Regions from separate parts of the Mus musculus genome. Here all the other regions are linked to region 3. Evidence: chromatin contacts called from public promoter capture Hi-C data. All regions are on one chromosome and are shown on one strand. The core of a region is the stretch at or near the end of the contact, and the rest is flanking DNA. Distances in the headings are between cores, read along the strand shown. Region 1 holds the start of Dcps (decapping enzyme, scavenger). Region 2 holds the start of Scn3b (sodium channel, voltage-gated, type III, beta). Region 3 holds the start of Ccdc15 (coiled-coil domain containing 15). Region 4 holds the start of Fam118b (family with sequence similarity 118, member B). Region 5 holds the start of 4930581F22Rik (RIKEN cDNA 4930581F22 gene).

Region 1 (3,230 bases), core at 656-3,155, 2.2 Mb after region 3:
AACTCCGAAATCTGTCTGTCTCTGCCTGTAGAGTGCTGGGATTAAACACATTTTGTCTCGCGCAGCCTTTCTCTTTCATTTTTCTGAGTTGGAAAAACGCTCAGAAATGTTCATAAGAACAGAGTAGGTTTTGTCACTGCCATTGGCTTTGGGGACATCTCTTTCTGGTCTTGTATATAATTGATAACCTCAGGCTTGTTGACAAATGACAACTTGCAAATAATTATACCAACTTCCAGCTACCCCAATACGTTCCTGTACTTAACAGTCATACTCAACTCATGTTCCTATCCAAAACGCAGTCTATTATTAAAACATGGTGTACTTAGTTACTAACTAAAACATGGACAGAAAGTTGCATCTTGTTCATATTAAGAACTGAAAAAAAATTGTGCCATATCCATTACATTCGTCTGAAAAATTAAAGCTCATTGCCACTTACAAGAATAATGTTTGTTAGACTAGTTCTTGTGTGAGACCCTGATTTAGAGCATTTCTCCCTGGAAGGTAAAGCCCCTGGATATTCCCTAAGCTTGTTTTCCCTGATCTTTAAAAATCCAGCTAGAAAGAAGCTCTTTGTTCTCTATAGCCAGAAAAAAGCCTTTTTGTTTCTATACTGTACAACCGGAGATGCCTGCCTTCCTGTGCTGAGGACACGGAGATAAAAATTCAGAAAGAACTCACTCCCCACTCCTGCCTTGTAAATTTCACCAAGGACACCGGGAAGAGAAGAACTCTTCCCAACTCCTCCCAACTCTCCTCCCAATTCCTCCCAACTCCTCAGCTACCTGTTAAAAGCCCCCTACTGTCACTGCTCAGGGTCGAACTCCCCTGCCCTGCAGGGCAGGCAGCAGGCGGAGGGACTTTGTCCTCAGCTAGCTGATAATAAAACCTCTTGCAGTTTGCATCAGGTGTGGTTTTCTCTCGAGATGTTGGGGTGTTGGCCAGCTCATCCCGGGACTTGAGCGGAGGCCCAGCATTGGGGTTCTTACACTTGACAATATTTGGAGTTGCCAACTGAAAGGGAGTGGGAAAAGGGCTAGCCTGTACGAATGGCCACACCAGTCACCTACAAAATCTAAAAACGCTGAGTTTTATTACTATTCCTTTACAATAAAAGAATACAAACTACTTCTCTGGGTAATAGGGAAGAACTACAGGCAAAGTGGATTTAGGAAGTTATGGAAAGACATGTATAATCCGTCTTGTCAGCTTACTTTTTCTTATCTACAAACAAATAAAAAACCCAAAAGGCTAAGTCTACACATAAAGGGAAAACAATTGATGTAAAATAACGAAAGTAGGAGAAAATGAACAATAGTTTACGTACTCACTTTTTAAAAACAACAACCAAGCCCCGAAGGTAGTGGCGTACGCCTTTAATCTCTACACTGGAGTCAGAGGCAAGTGGATCCAGCCTAGTCCATACAGATACCCTGTCTCAAAACAACAAAAACCAAGAAACAAAATGCCTTGTCGATTTATTTAAAACAAAATAAAACATTCCTTGCACGCCCACTCGTGAGTTGGGACCTTAATGTAAAACGTCATTATTTAACACTCTGTATCCATCATCATACAGCACCCAAAAGTGTTTTCGGTTTCCCATCCCAGGAGCTGGGCTAAGGTGGGCCTCTTTATTGTCACACACCTCTACTCCACCTCGTTAGGACCTCGCTGGTTTCCTTTCCCTTCCTCATCGCCTTCTAGGCAAAAGTCATTGGAAGGCCCTCACCCAAACAGGTGCAAAAACTGCAGAAGCGGACTACAACTCGAAGCATGCCGGGAAATGGAGTAGCGGACGTGCCTGCGCGGAGCATGCCGGGAGTTGAAGTCCAGTCCCTCACAGACTGTGAGGAAGGACCGCAAGGGGCGTGGGCGGAGGCTTCTTCGTGCAGGCGGGTACGGTTCTTCCCAGGCAGCATGGCGGATACAGCGCCTCAACTCAAGAGAAAGCGCGAACAGGAGGCAGAGGAGGCAGAAACCCCCAGCACAGAGGAGAAGGAAGCAGGCGTTGGCAATGGCACCTCTGCCCCTGTCCGCTTACCGTTCTCCGGCTTTAGAGTACAAAAAGTGCTCAGGGAGTCTGCGCGGGACAAAATTATTTTCCTGCATGGGAAGGTACCATTAAATAACCCGGGGGACGCGGGAAGGAGGGAACCAGTCTTCGTGTCAGAAGCGGATTTGTTTCCATTCTGGGAACTACCAGTCACGTTATTCGGGGAAGGTGGAGTGTGCCACTACCATGATACCTGTAGCGACAAGATTGCTGTGTAATTAAAGGAATGCGCACATCTAGGTCTAATTGCCCCAATTTCTCCTTCCCTAGAAATAGATGCCAGTTTTAAAATCACGTGTTAAACTCCCCAAGCCATTCATCATCGTTTATTTTACGTATGAAGACGCCAGGAACTCAGCAAGTGTTTGTTCTGCATCTTGTCTCTGGAAATGACGAGATAACTATTGAGATGTGGTCCCTGCTTTATGTGACTTCAGCCTAAGTTGTTAACCCTTTCCACATGCTGTGTGCTCTCATGTATGAGGGGGATCCAGGCGTGTGCATGGCATGTGGAGACCACTGTCCCTGTTCTGGGTCTCCTGGACTGCAAACTACTAAGGAGTTAGCTGGTTCTGCATACATTGTGCTTAGCTGTCTAGCAGGAACGGAGGAGAGTTGGAGACCATCACAAACTACTGAGGCAACTAGTCAAGGCAGATACGGAGGTTTCTCTAGAATGGGCTGCTTGAAACTTCCACGTGTGACTTCATTCTGCTGAGAAAGTTTTATACAACCCTGGGTATATAGGCATATATAATATATAACACACACACACATATATATATATATCTTTGGTATACTTACATATTTTCATTAAAGATGTAAACAAATTTGCATGCTTACAAATGACATGGATGTGCCTGCTTATAAAGAATGAGCTCTTGGCTGACCAATGCAGCAGGATATAGAGCATTTTGAGCCTTTTTCAGAGTTGATCAATATTTTCATTTGATAATAGTGCTGAGAATGCTACTTTGTATTAATATGTAGTACAGAGTGGCAGAATTGCGACTACTATGGTTAGCTGTTTGTCTCCTTTTGAGCTTGACAAGTACCATTTCAGAAACTGTTGGAGATACAGTCCTAATCCCAAGCCATATTCATTTAACAACTTTTAAAAATGAAACTCAGCAACTCAAACAGCACTTTATTTTTTACTACAGCGGGGGCG
Region 2 (3,080 bases), core at 508-3,007, 2.9 Mb before region 3:
GACATGCTCAGATGCATGCCTGGGCACACACTTATAAACAGAGACATACATTAACATACTGTAAAACACTGTGTGTGTCACACACTCACATATTAGCACTTAGATGTTCAATTCCCTTAGCACACATTCAGGTATCCAATTGTGAGCTATGCTTGAAGCTGTTTAGCCCAGCATTATTGTCACAAGTCCCTTATTTGGAGGGGCAATGTCATCTGAGTCTCTTACAACTGACAACCAAGAAAAAAACAAAAAACAAAAAAAACAAAGATCCAGAAACAAACCCAAGAACAACAAAACCAGCTTACCAAATATCAAAGCCCTTCAGTTCCTGCAAACTAAATGCATTTCTCATCTGTCTATCAGTGCACAGCAGCAAATGGCTGGAACTGCTATCCCATCCATTCTTAGTTAAAATTTAACAGATGGACAAGCTATAGTTTCTCTCTCTCAAAATTCATGCATCCAGGTTTTGTGCTTTTTTTTAAACCATAGAGAGAAATGAGTGTGCCCCCCCCCCCCACACACACATACACCAAATCATTGAGATTTTCAGGACTGACTGACTCTTCACTGAGCGATGCAAATGTAAAAAATGCAAGCAAGATTTTGAAATAATAAACGGATACATTCCTTTTCAGCAAAGGGGGAAGGGAGGAGAAAAAATAAAAATTAGGAAAGACGGGAATCAGAGAAGCATTAAAGATGGTTAGGAGGGAAAAAAAAATCAAGGCACAGGGAGCAGGGAGGTGCCTTTGCAAACCTCCAAACCCAGGTCTCTGGGAGCGCGTGTGGATCTCCATGTCTGGCAAAAATGCACAGAGAGAAACCAGAGCTCCTTTTTGTCACCATCGACATCACTTAAGTGTTGTTATTGTTAGCACGATGCGTGGTATTAGCACATTGCAAGGCAGGGTGCTGTACTTACCCCAGTAGATGAGCACTAGAGAAGCTAGGGGAAGCAATCTGTTGAAGGCAGGCATCTTTTCTCGTAAGTGGTTTCTGGAACTGAACAGAGAGGATCTCTGTCAAGGACTGAGCCCTCTGATTCTTTCGAGGAAACCTTCAGGGATTAACTGCCCCTAAGGGAGCGGACCTTCTGAGTGGGAGGAGGAAGAAAAAGGTCAAGTCCCCTTCCTAGGGGGTCTGCGGGATCTGGAGCCCAGTGTAGGTGTCAGCTGAAGCCACCTCGCTAAAGCGAGCCTCGGGGCTTGGCTCAGCACCACGGACAGTAGCCTTCCCGCCCACCCCACTCTTGGAATTCCAACCCTCTCCTCTGCTTGCGTTTGCAACCAAAGCAAAGTGGACTGGGAAGGGAGTCTCGCAGCCGGCGCGGGGATGCTGGCCTGTGGAAGGAGTCAGTGTTGATTCACCTCTCGCCTCCCCTAGGGACAGCGACTTCGATCCACCGAGACTCAGAATCTCGGGCTTCTACGGCGGGGCAGGCTTCTCCAGCTGGGCGTGTCCCCACTCCAGCCGTCGTCTGGGCTACAGAATGTGTTCCACTTCAGTCTTGTACACAGCAGCCCCGGGCTCCCATGAGGTCCACCAGGCGTGGAAAGAGGCGGGAGCTTCGGTGGGACTGGCGATCTCAGAGGTGGAGGCTGGGTAGAGGGGGGGACCCCCTTCCGCGGGGCGCGTCTCTGGATCCTGCGAAGCCCCGATGCTGGGCGATTGGGTGATCAAGCCGCCCCTCTCCAGGGCCACCCCCTAGCTGAATGTGTTGCTAGCCTTGACATGCGCAGGCAGCTCTCTGCCGCTTTGGTCGCTATGGACCCTCCCCCTTGGACACATATTCCCCACCCCTAAACCCACGTGCCCCTCCCAGGGCTGGCGCGTTGAGAAGAGGGGGAGGAGCGCAAACACCCTCCGACCGCGGTGGCTTCTTGTCTGGCTAGCTGGCTGTCACCTCGGTTTTCTACTGTCTGGGTTTCTCTCTGAGTTATGGACACACACATAGCTTCCACCTATTTACCCACCCCCTCCAGGCAACCCCACTCCTGCTGCCTCCCAAATACACTTGCCCACAGCTCTGGGGAATGGAGGGACACATCTCTTTGAAGCAATGATGTCATCTATAATAGTTACAGTACCAGCTAGCTCCTGGCTGGCTTCTCTTCGCCCTCTACTTTATCCCCCCCCCCCTTCTTGCCTCCCCAGCCTTTGAATTGCCTTGATTAATGGGTTCCCACACAAGGGACACAGCAAGGCAATTTCTGCTTGTAGCAAATAGGGTAGGGTGTGGCACACCTGTCCCTACCTCAGTGCTCAGTCTAGTTCCAAATGCGAGCTTCGGATAAGCTTTAGGGTAGGGATAAGGAAGGATGATTTCTCGTTTCCCAAGTTATCTGAGGTGCCCCACCTTCCCCAACCATTTGTAGGCAGATAGACGATGTGATGTTGAGACGGTTTCCAACTCTTAGACGCTCCGAGTCCTAGCAGCTGCTGAGCATCCCCGCCCTATTTCTGGAAGGGAAACCTGAACCTTTACACTCAGTTATAAACTCGAATTGACTTAACGGATTAGGCATGCCTGGAATCGAAGGGAAGGCTTAATGGTGAAAGACTGGTACAAAAGTCTGGCTCCTGCCCAGGCCCTTTTCTCCTGTTCTCTAGCCAAAAAGGGGTGGGGGTCGGGGGGGGGGGCATAACAGTGATATTCCTAAAGGGAATGCGGAGTAACAGCTGACGGTAAATGAACTATACACAGGAAATGCTCCCTGCTAAATGTCACATACACAGTCACAGAAGGTCCTCAGTCAGGTTTCTTCCCGGGCCGAGAGCCACGGGGTCGTAAAACGCCATCTTGTGTTGAGGATCAGCCTTTGAGGTTCTCAAAATCTGCAACATCTTTCACAACTCAGGAATCAGTGAGGCGCTTTCCTGACGAGTGTGCTGGAACTCTCTTGTGTGACAGCTGGCTCTTCACAGCTTAACCGCCCCCCGCCCCCCCCTTCTGACGCGTAAGGAAGTTCTTTGTACTCATTTGACTTCTATACCCATTCCTCCCCAAGCTGCATTAATCGTTCTTGATACATTTTCCTCAATAAAGAAGTCATTTCCTCCATGACCCATCGCAAGAA
Region 3 (3,509 bases), core at 918-3,417:
ATGAATGAAAAGCAGAAATGATTTACTCACTATGGTCACAATGGGAAGAGGGACAAAGAGGTCCAACTTCCAGGGGTCCAAACATGAGGATAAAGTTTAAACAGAAGGCATAATTAAAGAATCCTGGCTAAGGTATGGTTACTGACCCATAATTGTTTCAGCTCCTATCTCCTGCAAGGTGGTCTGATAAGTTATTGGCATTCTGGGACATCTATTTCTGATTTCCAGGAAATAAGTTTCCTATATGGCTAGCACCAGACTTCAGCCTTTTCTTTCTCAAATCATGAGATTTTTTTTTGGGGGGGAGGGAGGTCATAGTGGGGCAATTGTTGTAGCCTCTTAACTAGCCTTTCCCCACTTATTTTTATTTGTCTAATTCTCAAGACAGCATATGGAATTTTTTTTAAAGAAAAAAATTGGTACTCATTAGCTCAGAGTTCTCTGATGGTGCTCCATCTCAACACATTATAGTACTCAACATGCTCTATGTTGAGTACTTGGCATGCTCATCTCCATTCTACCCCTTTCATCCTCTTCTAGTCAGCCTCCTTCACTTCTCCCAGTCAGTCAGTGCTCCCACATTAATGCTCATTCTCTACCCAGAAGACAGTGTGTGTGTGTGTGTTGTATGTGGGGGGTATATAGGTGCCTAGGGAGGCAAAAAGAGGACACTGGATCCACGGAGCTGGAGTTATAGGAGAGTGTGAGCACGTGAGTGCTGGCATATGAACTTTAGTCCTCTGGAAGAGCAGGAAGCAGTCTTAATTAACCATCTCTCCAGCTCCTACCTGGAATCATCCTATACCTGGGTATGATGTTTTGTGACTGTTATTCCAGCCCTTGGGAAGCTGAGGCAGGAGGAACCTGAACTACCTAGGAGATCCCATTAAAAGCTGTGAAACAATCAACTATATACCTAAAACCCTCCCTTGAAGAGTATAAAGGCTTGTTCTATGATCATATATAGTTTCTGTTTAAAAGTAGACTAGTTAAAAAAAGTTGGCAGGGTATATAGTTCTTGACCAGCATGTATGAAGCCCTGGGCTTAACTTCCAGTACTGAGTAAAATGAAATACAAACAAAACTCAAAGATCAACTTCAATTGCCCTAGTGATGTCTTCTCTGGAAATGTCCTATCAATGTCAGTGTAAATTCTCCAATGGATTTTAAATTCTCCAAACAAGGGATCTTTGTTCACTGGGAGTATCTGGAGTAACCAGAAAACATACTGATATATAAAATGCTTGCAATAAGGTATGTTGAAGTAAAGCAGGGTGACACGTGCCTGTAACGGCAGCCATTGGGAAGGCTAAGGCAGGAGGATTGCAAGTTCGAGGCCTGGGCTACACAGTGAGTTCAAGTCCAGCATGGGCAACTTAGTGAGACCCTAACTTAAAAGCAAAATTATTAAGGCAGCTAGGGTTTCCACTGCTGCACTTGCCTAGAATGCCAGAGGCCCTTGGTTCAACCCCCAGCACGAATATACACCTTGAGTAAAATGAGTGTATGTCTTTTGGGTTTAATGAAATATCCCAAGCATTGTTTGGAGTGAGTTGTGATGGTCACACACAAGAACATGTCAAAGGTAATCACGAAATAGCGTTGTAAACCTTAGGGGCTGCATAAAAGCGCAGTCTGGTTGATTGTTGGCTTGGTTTGCTTCTCAAGGATCCACTGGCAACATGTTCTTGCCCAGTGGTTCTCAACCTTCCTAATACTGCGACTCTTTAATACAGTTCCTTATGTTGTGGTGACCTACAACCATAAAATTTGGGTGCGACTTCATAACTGTAATTTTGCTCCTGCTATGAACTGTAATGTAAAATATCTCATTGCAGGATATCTGATATGCGACCCCCAGAGGTAGCGACCCTTAGGTTGAGAACTGCTCTGTCTATTCCCGAGATTTCCTCAGCGGTGAACGCTTACTCGCCTGTTCATCATGTCAGACCTCTCACTTCGAGATTTGAGAAGACTACAGCGCCAGTATCCAAAGAGAGGCCGAGTCTAAGCTCGCTGCCGGATTCAACAACCCGCTCTAGTCCTCCCCAACCAAAGGGCAGGAAGCGGAAGTGACGTAATCCCCGCGCTCGGATTCCCGCCTCCCCAGCCCAAGACGGGTGACAAATGCGGAAGAGGCAGGGCAGGCGTGGGCCCCGGGGTGGCAGTTTGCTGTTTGTCCTTTGCGTAGCAGCCCGCGGAGTTTGAGTCTGTGTGTGAGACGGACCGGATCGCGGCAGGCTCCAGGCTTCACAGGTCTCCTATCCAACTGTTGGAGCCTCACAGGACCCCGCTTTCCTGGCCGGGCTTCAGACGCCCCCCACCTCCTGTGCCCAGGCTTCTTAAGACCCCCGGCTCCTGCCCGGGCCTTAGACTCCCCTCCAGCCCCATGCCGTGGGCCGGCGCTTTTCCACCCGCGGTCATCTCAGACTCAAGCCCTGCCCTTAGCGCCCGCCTATGCTCACCTCTGGGCAGGCTTTCATCTCCCAAGTAAATCCTTGTTTTTTCGTCCTCTCATCTCCGTTCCTTCTAGAAAGTAATTTTTACGCCTTTCCCCCTTGTCTTAAGCCTTGTCCCTCTTTCTCTTTTCTTCTAACCAGAAGTCAATGCCAGGAGGTATGGCGCCCCTCAAGAAGCCTCGGAATCCCACAAAATTGCCCCTGGCTTTAAATCCCACGAAGAGCAAGGACGTTTTGGCAGTGCTGGCTGAGAGGAACCAGGCCATAATACCAGTTGGGGCTTGGGTGGAACCTGCCTCACCAAATTGGTCGGGAATTCCAGCACATGTGAGTGTCAGTTGACCCGGTTACTGTGATCGCTGCCAGCCCTTTTTATTAGCCTTCTCTAAATTTTTGGTACTTAAAGAAAGATGAACTGCTGGAGGATGCTGTTTCCATTCTGATACAGGTTATATTCTTGCGTCAAAATTATACAACAATGATGTGTTTTCCAAAACTTGCTTCATCTTTGGTTGACACAATCAAATATTAACTTAGTTCTTACTACATACCAGCAAGTAGGCTAGTTTACTTCACAAACATGGTTGTTTGCTGTGAATGGCATAGGTACTGTGTACAATTTCCCGACACTGTAACATAAGAAGAATGACAGTTGGTCACTCTTCAAATGTTAAGTAGTTGCTCAGAGTTTATAAGTTTTTAAATGCAGATCCAGGCAAAATGAAAATAAGAAAATAAAAGAAAGAGGTTAATCCTGATAGACTCTGAGGAAGTTGTAAATTCCACGGGGCCAAGGAACTTCTTGTTTATTTTTGTTTTTGGGGTAAACTAGGTCCTTAGGATGTAGTTGTTGAACGAATGAGGAACTATGGTCATTGTCTGTGAAGGAATAGAAATGCTGTACACTCAGGGTAGAAGCATTTCAGATGAAGAAATGCCCTTTCAAAAGTTTACACATGTAAATATTTGATTTAATTTAATTTAATTTTTGATTTAATTTAATTTAATTTAATTTAATGTAAATATTTGATTTATTTACACATGTAAATA
Region 4 (3,414 bases), core at 105-2,604, 2.1 Mb after region 3:
CTGACTCACTTCAGCCGTCCCCCATCAGAACACTCAGCAGCATCAGGACATCTATTAAGTTCCAGTCCCTCTGGGGTTACTGTGTACCGCAACCGTGTGTATTATTTCCTCTTCCCAGCCTTGTCTCTCTACCTCTCTCATTTTGAAATGAAGTTTTGCTGCTGCTGAGACTGATCTGAACATGAACACCGGATCCTCCCCTAGACCTGGGGCGGCAGTCGCACACTGGCTCCCAACTCCTTTTTCGTTGTTGTTTTGTTTTAACCACTTTGATGGAAAATAACAGTTAGCAAGTAACTTTTTGTATTTCTCCGCATCGATTCTTGTGGGTGGCTGTACACAGCCCACAGTGCAGAACTGAGCTTCTGTATCTCTCTGCAATAATTCCTGTGGGAGGCTGCATACAGCTCACTGTCAGGTATCTGCAAGTGGGGACTAGACACTGGTTTGTTACCAGTAGTCACATACATGGGATAATAAGGTTTAATTAACTTGAATTCAAGAGTGTCTCATGAATAAAGCTTCAGGGGTGACCCTAGATGGAAGAGGAAGCAGCAGCAGGTTTCTCTCCTTAGCCCACATGGCTCTTACCATGGACAGGGAGACCATAGGGTTTATTAATGACCACGAGGTCGTTGTCCTGGTGGAGAATCCTTCGGCTCAGTTCCTTAGCAAGCACATTGGGGTGAACTCGCTGCAGCTGCTGTGTGAATCGCACTAGTTCCTGCACTCTCCGCTGAACGGGGTTTGTAGGCACCTAAGGAAAGAGAAAGGTGGAAAAAGCTTAATGAAGGAGTGAAGCGCTGGGAATGGCCTTAAGTGCGATTTAGGTGGAAATCCGTGGAATGACTGTACTGTATAATTTGACTCATGTTTCCTTTGGGACCATACATAGCCATCTGTCTTATCTGCATACCCACGCGGTGGGTCTGGCAGTAGCAAAAGTGCGGTATTCCGACTACCACACAGAATATTCTCAACATTGATGTACTTGCTGTTACAGGACCTGCCTACCACACCCCACACCTAAGAAAGCCGTGAGAGCATCGCTTCTCGGAAGTTGAGTCTCTCTAGACTCACCCGCACTTCCTTTGCCTTTTGCTCTTGTTTCTGGGCTCGGAGCTTCTCTGCCAATCTCTGAGCATTCAGGGGCCTAGAGGAAGTAGCGCTGGAACAAAACGACCAGGAGCCGGGAGTGAACAATCTCCCGGGACGCGAACTCATACTCAAAAGCTGGACACCAGGCGTACGCAAGCAGGGCGCGGCCATCTTGGCGAGGGCGGGGCCGGACAGCGCGGAGAGGAGGAAGGGGGGGGGGGTGGGCCCTGCTGATCACGTGGGCAGGTAGCCTACGGGTCACGTGGGGCGGTGCGCGCTCAGTGCGGCTGCGCCGGCCGGTAGCTGCAGCTGGAGCGGTGGCGTTTGGAGCAGACGCGGTGAGTGTGTGGGGAAGCCAGGCGAGGGCTGGGAAATGCCGGTGCCCCAACGGTTTTCGCATGGCCCGGATCTCCATTCTTGGAGAGCACTGCCCTGGCAAGCGTGTCTCGCTTCGGGGCACGACTCCACGCAGAAACACTTCCCCGCCCCCGCGTCCTTAGAAGTGAAGCTGGCTGCTCCTCAGTCTTTACCGGCACCTGTCTGGTCCCTCTTAGCAACCAGGTCCTCGGCGGGTCCTCAGAGGGACGTGTGGTGTTCTTTCTCGTTTTCTTGCCGCTCGTCCTCCGGAGATCCCCAGATCTCTCATATTCCAACCTCCCGCTTTGCGACTGCCAACCCCTTTGTTTCGCGTTGTTTGTAGCCAGTCCTCCCGAAGATGACGGTTCTTTTCCTTCATCCAGGACCCCCGCCCCATACGTCCTACCTCGAGAGCGCTACGGGTTTATACTGACCTTTCTCTAGAGTTCGTTTCTTGGGGTCTCCTCTTTCTTCCCTTATCTACTCTTCCCAAGGAAAGTAAAGAGCTTTTCCCCCTTTGCCTCCTTTAGTCTTTCCTTCCATAGCTTGAAACCGTCGAACCCTCTCTCTCTCTCTCTCCCTTTCCTACAAGAGACTCCCGAACTGCAAACGACGACTCTCCTATCGCCAAAGGGCAGCTGGGAATATGAACAGCTGTTTTGGAATGGTAATCTCGAAAACACCTTGGGATGCGCATGCCGTTTGCTGGGGAAGCTGATGCTGAAGGGATGTCGTGAGAACTAGTGACTCTTCCCTCAAGATAGCCAGATTGCATTTCAGTTAGAGAATGAATAGTTGAATTAGGCTTGGGTGTTTCTCCCTCCAAAATGAATTAGCAGAAGGAAACCACATGTGAAACAGTTGAACAGGTGAATAGCCTCAGAAGACTAGAAGTTGAAGAATTTAAACTTCATGTGATAGTTGGATCTTTGAAACTTCTTGAGAAATCCCTTGCAAGTGGTATTGTAGAGAGGAATGTGGCAATACAAAGCAGGACAGATCAAAAAGGAAAGTATATCCGGGAAACCAACTAGGCTGCTGTAATGTAGATGATCATTAATGAAGCCCCGTCCCATTCCGCGGTCTTTTCCCCCCTGCTAAGTACTGTCCTTGAAATGTGAATTACCAGCTATACAGTCAAGGTGTGATGTGAATTACTGGAGGACTTCTTTCATCCCCAAACCTGTTAATATAGTAAGCTCACAAATATTTTATGTGGCTGCAGTGATTCTGAGTTAGGTTGGGTTGTTGTTTGCTTTCTGTCTGTCTGTCTGTCTGTCTGTCTTAAAGGTCTCACATTGTAGACCAGACTAGCCTCCAATTCATGGACCTTTTTCTCTGCTTCCCTAGTGCTAGAATAAAAGACTACACCCCCACACACCCAGTCTGTTTATGAACATTTTGAACAGTTATATTTCTGTCAGTTTTTTTTTTTTTTTTGACGTGAAGAACGAAGGTAGAGAATGGTGGGAAGACTTGTCTGTATTTCTGTAATAAGATAAGTGATCTGGATGTAGTTCCATGGGAACAGTTTGGGAAACACTGTTTCTTCTATTAGTGGCTTTGTCCCCTCTCACCAATAAATTCACAAGTAGAACACCTATATAAAATTTGAGAAATTCCACTCTAAAAGAATTATCCTTTCTGATAAGCTCCAGTTCCATGTTCTAATGTCTCTGAACTGCTGAGGATCACGTGTTAGTCACATGAAAGCCCCTTTTCCCAAGACATGAACATCAGGATTTAAAATCACATCATTACATTAATTACACTCCTATATTAGGTATGGAACCTTTATGGTTTGGAAGAATTTCGAGAAAAATATTTATACTTTTACCTTTTTTGCACTGTTCAAGAATTAACATTTGTTTTTACAGAATTGGCCTTCTTTGGCAGGAAAGAAAGAAAAACAAAATGAAACAAAACAACTCAGATGTCATTGTTAGCAACACAAAGCTG
Region 5 (3,491 bases), core at 65-2,564, 2.2 Mb after region 3:
CTTCCACCTATGCAAGGTATAATTCAGATGGAAACAGCCGGAATGGAAGAAGCTGGAGGCCACCTCTTCGTTTTGTTGTGAATTGGAGAGTCCCAACACATGAGACCTCCAGCTTCCCCTGACGATGACTTTAAACTCCGTTAAAACCCTGGGCACTTACTGTCAGTTATTCACATCTTACTTACACTTAGTCACATCCTGTGCCGCCTGTTTCTTGATGGGAGTCCAGCACAACACCCGCCACCCCTTCTCTGCAACTAGATAGCAAGCTTCCGGGGGAAGGGGGACTGGATCTAATACTTTCCTTGTAGCCCCAGGGTGCTCAAGCTAGGAACTGGGTAACACTGTGCTGACTCCTGAAATGGACAGTCCTGCAGGGTGGTTTCTGCACTGTTTGCAGTCCAGGCAATTCTAGAGCCCACGGCATCAGGGTTAAAGGCTTGAAGGGGTTTCCTCTGGAGACAGGATGCCTGGCGCCTTCAGCAAGAACGGAAACTGAGAAGTTATCCAAGGCTAAGAGAGGGTATGCAAAGGAGGAAGAGCTAAGGGAGCAGTTTGGGGCGCATAGGCCGGCCTGGGGCAGAGAAAAGGCTCGTCAATTTAGGTCACCTGACTGCCATGAGGGCATGGGAGGATATTGGAAGGATGGACTTCTATTCCTGTTCTTGAGTTTCTGTAGAGAGAAAAGGATACTTTTTTTTTTTTTAACCGCGCGGGGACAGCAAAGAAGCCTTTCTTGGTTATTGTTTCCAGGAGAGCGTGGGATCAGTGCTAGAGGCAACGTTGGGCATACTCATCTTGGAGCCATTCACAGGCAGCGCTTGCCCTGGGTTTGCCCTCACCCGATCCAGCCTCCCGCACCCCGGCCGTCTCTCTCCAGGCCAGGGAGGCCTCCAGGCCAACCCCAGTCTCCCCGCGGCCTCACACCCTCGCCCTCCTTCCTCTGCGCCCTCCCTCCCTCCTTACTCCCTCCTTTCTCTGCGTCCTCCCTCCTTCGGCGCGCCCTCCCTCCTCGATGCCCTCCCTCCCTTCTTAGCTCCCTCCTTTCTCCGCGCCCTCCCTCTCTCGGTGCGCCCTCCCTCCAGCGCGGCGTTCGCGGCTGTCGGCTTCCCGACCGTGTGCGCAAGCGTGTCCGGCCCCTTCCCCGCCCCCCGCCCCCCGCCCAAGCCCTGGCCCCCGCCTCCCCTTCAGGCGGACTTGCCCGCTCCCAGGCCGGCCCCGCTCCCGGGACAGGGACCGGGCCGAGCGGAGCCACTGCGCCAGTGCTGCCCCGCCAGTCGGGGCGCCTAACGGATCGGAGCTGCGCGCGGATTTACCTCGCCCCGCCCCGCTCCACCCGCGAGGGTGAGTACGCGGCAGCCGGGCTCTGGGGCCCCGCGGCGGAGGGCGGGGAGTGACGGGGCTGCGAGGCTGCAGCCTCCCGCCACGGCTCGGAGAGGTGGTCGGGGGGCCCCGCACGTGGACGCCACGCTGCACGGGGTTGGTGTAGGGTGGCCACAGCCCTGGGGAGCTGGGTCCCTTGCTTGGACTAGATTTTCGCGGGAAGCCTGACTTGTCTCGCTCTCTAGGAGTGAGTGAGCAGGACAATCCTCCGGAAAGTTTCTAACCCCCAACCCTGTCGCTCTTGCGTCCTAGCTGAATGGGTGACTATCACCTCTAGCATCCTCCGAAGTCAGGACGTGTGGGCTGGCTTTGCTAGAGGTGACAAGTTTTGCAGGGTCTGCCTGTGTGCTGGAGTTGCAAGGTCGCTGAGGCAAAGCCCAAAGGTGGGCTTGCCAAATTGCAGGGTGGCTGTGTCCAGGGATTAGGGGGGGTCTTTGGGCCAACTGTGCTTCAAAGTTGCCTGGGTAATGGGCAGTGAGAAGGCCTAGGATAAGACTGAGAAGTTAACCTAGAGCTGGGGCAGAACCCTTGTCTATGTCTGTTCTAGGTGCCTCTCTGAGACCCTTGCTGGCTGAGACCTATGGGCAGCCCCGAGATGCCAACGTGTCTTGTACCACTGCCATTCCTCCCAGACCGAGGGGTAGACTTTCTGGTTTATGAGTCTGATCTACTCTGTTCTCTGTCCTCTAGGCTAGATCCTCCCCCCCCCCTCCCCCCGGTCAGGCTTAAAAGGCTAGTCTGGGTTTGAATAGTACCACAGTGATAGTTGTCTCTCACAAGGGGCACACACCAATACCACAGGGCAGGGTCAGTGCTACAGATCCCACTTGGCCCCTCCAGGCCTCTCTACCCAGGGGGTTGTAAACGAATTGATATGTGTAAGTATCAGGGGTACAGAGGGAATGTTGTGAGTTTGCTAGTGAAACACCATCCATAACCTTACTTTCCCAGGCACCCCTAGAGTGCTACCTAGGAGGTGCCAGTCACTTAGGGCCTCAGAAATAACTGGACATGTTTTGTTCTGTTGGGAGTTGGTCTGCAAACATCCTTTGAGAAAACTGACACCGCTCGGCTTCCTCAAACTTATTCTGCCTCTGCCCTACTCTGAGCATCCCCTATGGCCTGTCCTGTTGCATAGGGGAAGGCATCTTTGGCTGCTTACTGAACCCTGGGCCTCACCTCCCACTCATTTCACCCTCCTCAACACATCCGATCCCCCAGCCCCACTACAGCAAGCCAGGAGTTGGGCCAGTCCCCAAAGATTTCAAGGTGATGATGGAGATAAAGAGAGGTATGCAGGCAGAAGTCATAAAAGTAAATTAGGGACTGGGGGTGTGGTTCAGTGACAGACGGAGCTGCCTACAATCCCAGTACTGGGGGGGGGGGCGGCGGGGGGGGGGGAGGACGGACAACGACACAAGGAATGCAGTTGGTAAAGTGTTTACCTGTCATAAACTCTTTAAACTTGATCTCTTAACATTGCCTAAACATATTGTGGTGGTACCTATTTATAATCCCAGCACTCTGGAAATGTTATGCCAGCATTTTGACTGTAGATCATCCAGGTCATCTTCTGTTCTATGTGGAGTTTGAGGCCAACCTGAGCTACATGAGACCCTGTCTTAATAAGCCCCTTCTGGAGTTATTCTCCAAGGTTATTCTGGGATTATATCTCTCCAAGATAGAGCACTACCTTGCTATCTAAGATGGTTAAGAGCACTGAGTGGTTTTACAGGGGACTCAGGCTCAATTCCCAAGTACCCATATAGTGACTAATTCCAGTTCCAGGGGATCTGACCCCCTCTTCTGGTTGCCACAGGCTCAGGCATGCACGTGGTGCACATAAGTACAATACACACAGGCAAGACACTGATACACTTTTTCTTTTAGAGTTGCCTGCTTAGGCTTTAAACAGAAGGGACTATTTAGCTTAAGAGTGGGTTGCTGCTCAGAGAGAGGAAGCCCCCATTCCACTAGGAGGCTCAGGGTGAGGAAGCCCCCAGTGCCTTCTAGGCTCTCTTCTGTTCCCTCTCTTGCTCCCTGCCCTGAACCAGTGACTCACCCACAAAAGCACCCTGGCCCCTCTACCCTGTCAGTTGTTTTAGTGT

Evidence for each region. Promoter capture Hi-C pulls out the DNA fragments that hold promoters and counts their contacts. Capture Hi-C pulls out chosen DNA fragments and counts their contacts.
Region 1: a contact with region 3 is called in a promoter capture Hi-C map of liver, with 2.5 times the contacts expected there. The contact joins the promoter of Dcps here to the promoter of Ccdc15 in region 3. A contact is called at or near these places in 2 of 39 promoter capture datasets (liver and pre-B cells) and 1 of 9 other capture datasets (liver).
Region 2: a promoter capture Hi-C map of hippocampal neurons shows a contact between it and region 3, with 6 times the contacts expected there. The contact joins the promoter of Scn3b here to the promoter of Ccdc15 in region 3. A contact is called at or near these places in 2 of 39 promoter capture datasets (cranial neural crest and hippocampal neurons) and 1 of 115 datasets of contacts at active chromatin or transcription factors (astrocytes).
Region 4: a promoter capture Hi-C map of pre-B cells shows a contact between it and region 3. The contact joins the promoter of Fam118b here to the promoter of Ccdc15 in region 3. A contact is called at or near these places in 4 of 39 promoter capture datasets (embryonic stem cells, erythroid cells, liver and 1 more) and 2 of 9 other capture datasets (adipose tissue and liver).
Region 5: a contact with region 3 is called in a promoter capture Hi-C map of pre-B cells, with 4 times the contacts expected there. The contact joins the promoter of 4930581F22Rik here to the promoter of Ccdc15 in region 3. A contact is called at or near these places in 3 of 39 promoter capture datasets (cranial neural crest, erythroid cells and pre-B cells) and 1 of 9 other capture datasets (liver).

Annotation. Positions count from the first base shown.
Region 1 is chr9:35,174,662-35,177,891 of GRCm38.p6, reverse strand. It overlaps Dcps (decapping enzyme, scavenger), which reads left to right and starts at 1,905. Exons shown (of 6, transcript NM_027030.2): 1 at 1,905-2,121. The coding sequence starts at 1,924.
Region 2 is chr9:40,267,893-40,270,972 of GRCm38.p6, reverse strand. Scn3b (sodium channel, voltage-gated, type III, beta) reads right to left here and starts at 1,757. Exons shown (of 7, transcript NM_001083917.1): 1 at 1,371-1,757; 2 at 926-1,005. The coding sequence starts at 980.
Region 3 is chr9:37,347,015-37,350,523 of GRCm38.p6, reverse strand. It overlaps Ccdc15 (coiled-coil domain containing 15), which reads left to right and starts at 2,167. Exons shown (of 16, transcript NM_001081429.2): 1 at 2,167-2,490; 2 at 2,601-2,786. The coding sequence starts at 2,607.
Region 4 is chr9:35,265,745-35,269,158 of GRCm38.p6, reverse strand. Fam118b (family with sequence similarity 118, member B) reads left to right here and starts at 1,354. Exons shown (of 8, transcript NM_194257.2): 1 at 1,354-1,436. Rpusd4 (RNA pseudouridylate synthase domain containing 4) reads right to left here and starts at 1,278. Exons shown (of 7, transcript NM_028040.2): 1 at 1,081-1,278; 2 at 592-757. The coding sequence starts at 1,269.
Region 5 is chr9:35,114,551-35,118,041 of GRCm38.p6, reverse strand. 4930581F22Rik (RIKEN cDNA 4930581F22 gene) reads right to left here and starts at 1,314. Exons shown (of 6, transcript NR_029475.1): 1 at 1,202-1,314; 2 at 1-673. It overlaps St3gal4 (ST3 beta-galactoside alpha-2,3-sialyltransferase 4), which reads left to right and starts at 1,178. Exons shown (of 11, transcript NM_009178.4): 1 at 1,178-1,344. LOC115487216 (a long non-coding RNA gene) reads left to right here. Exons shown (of 3, transcript XR_003948311.1): 3 at 754-842.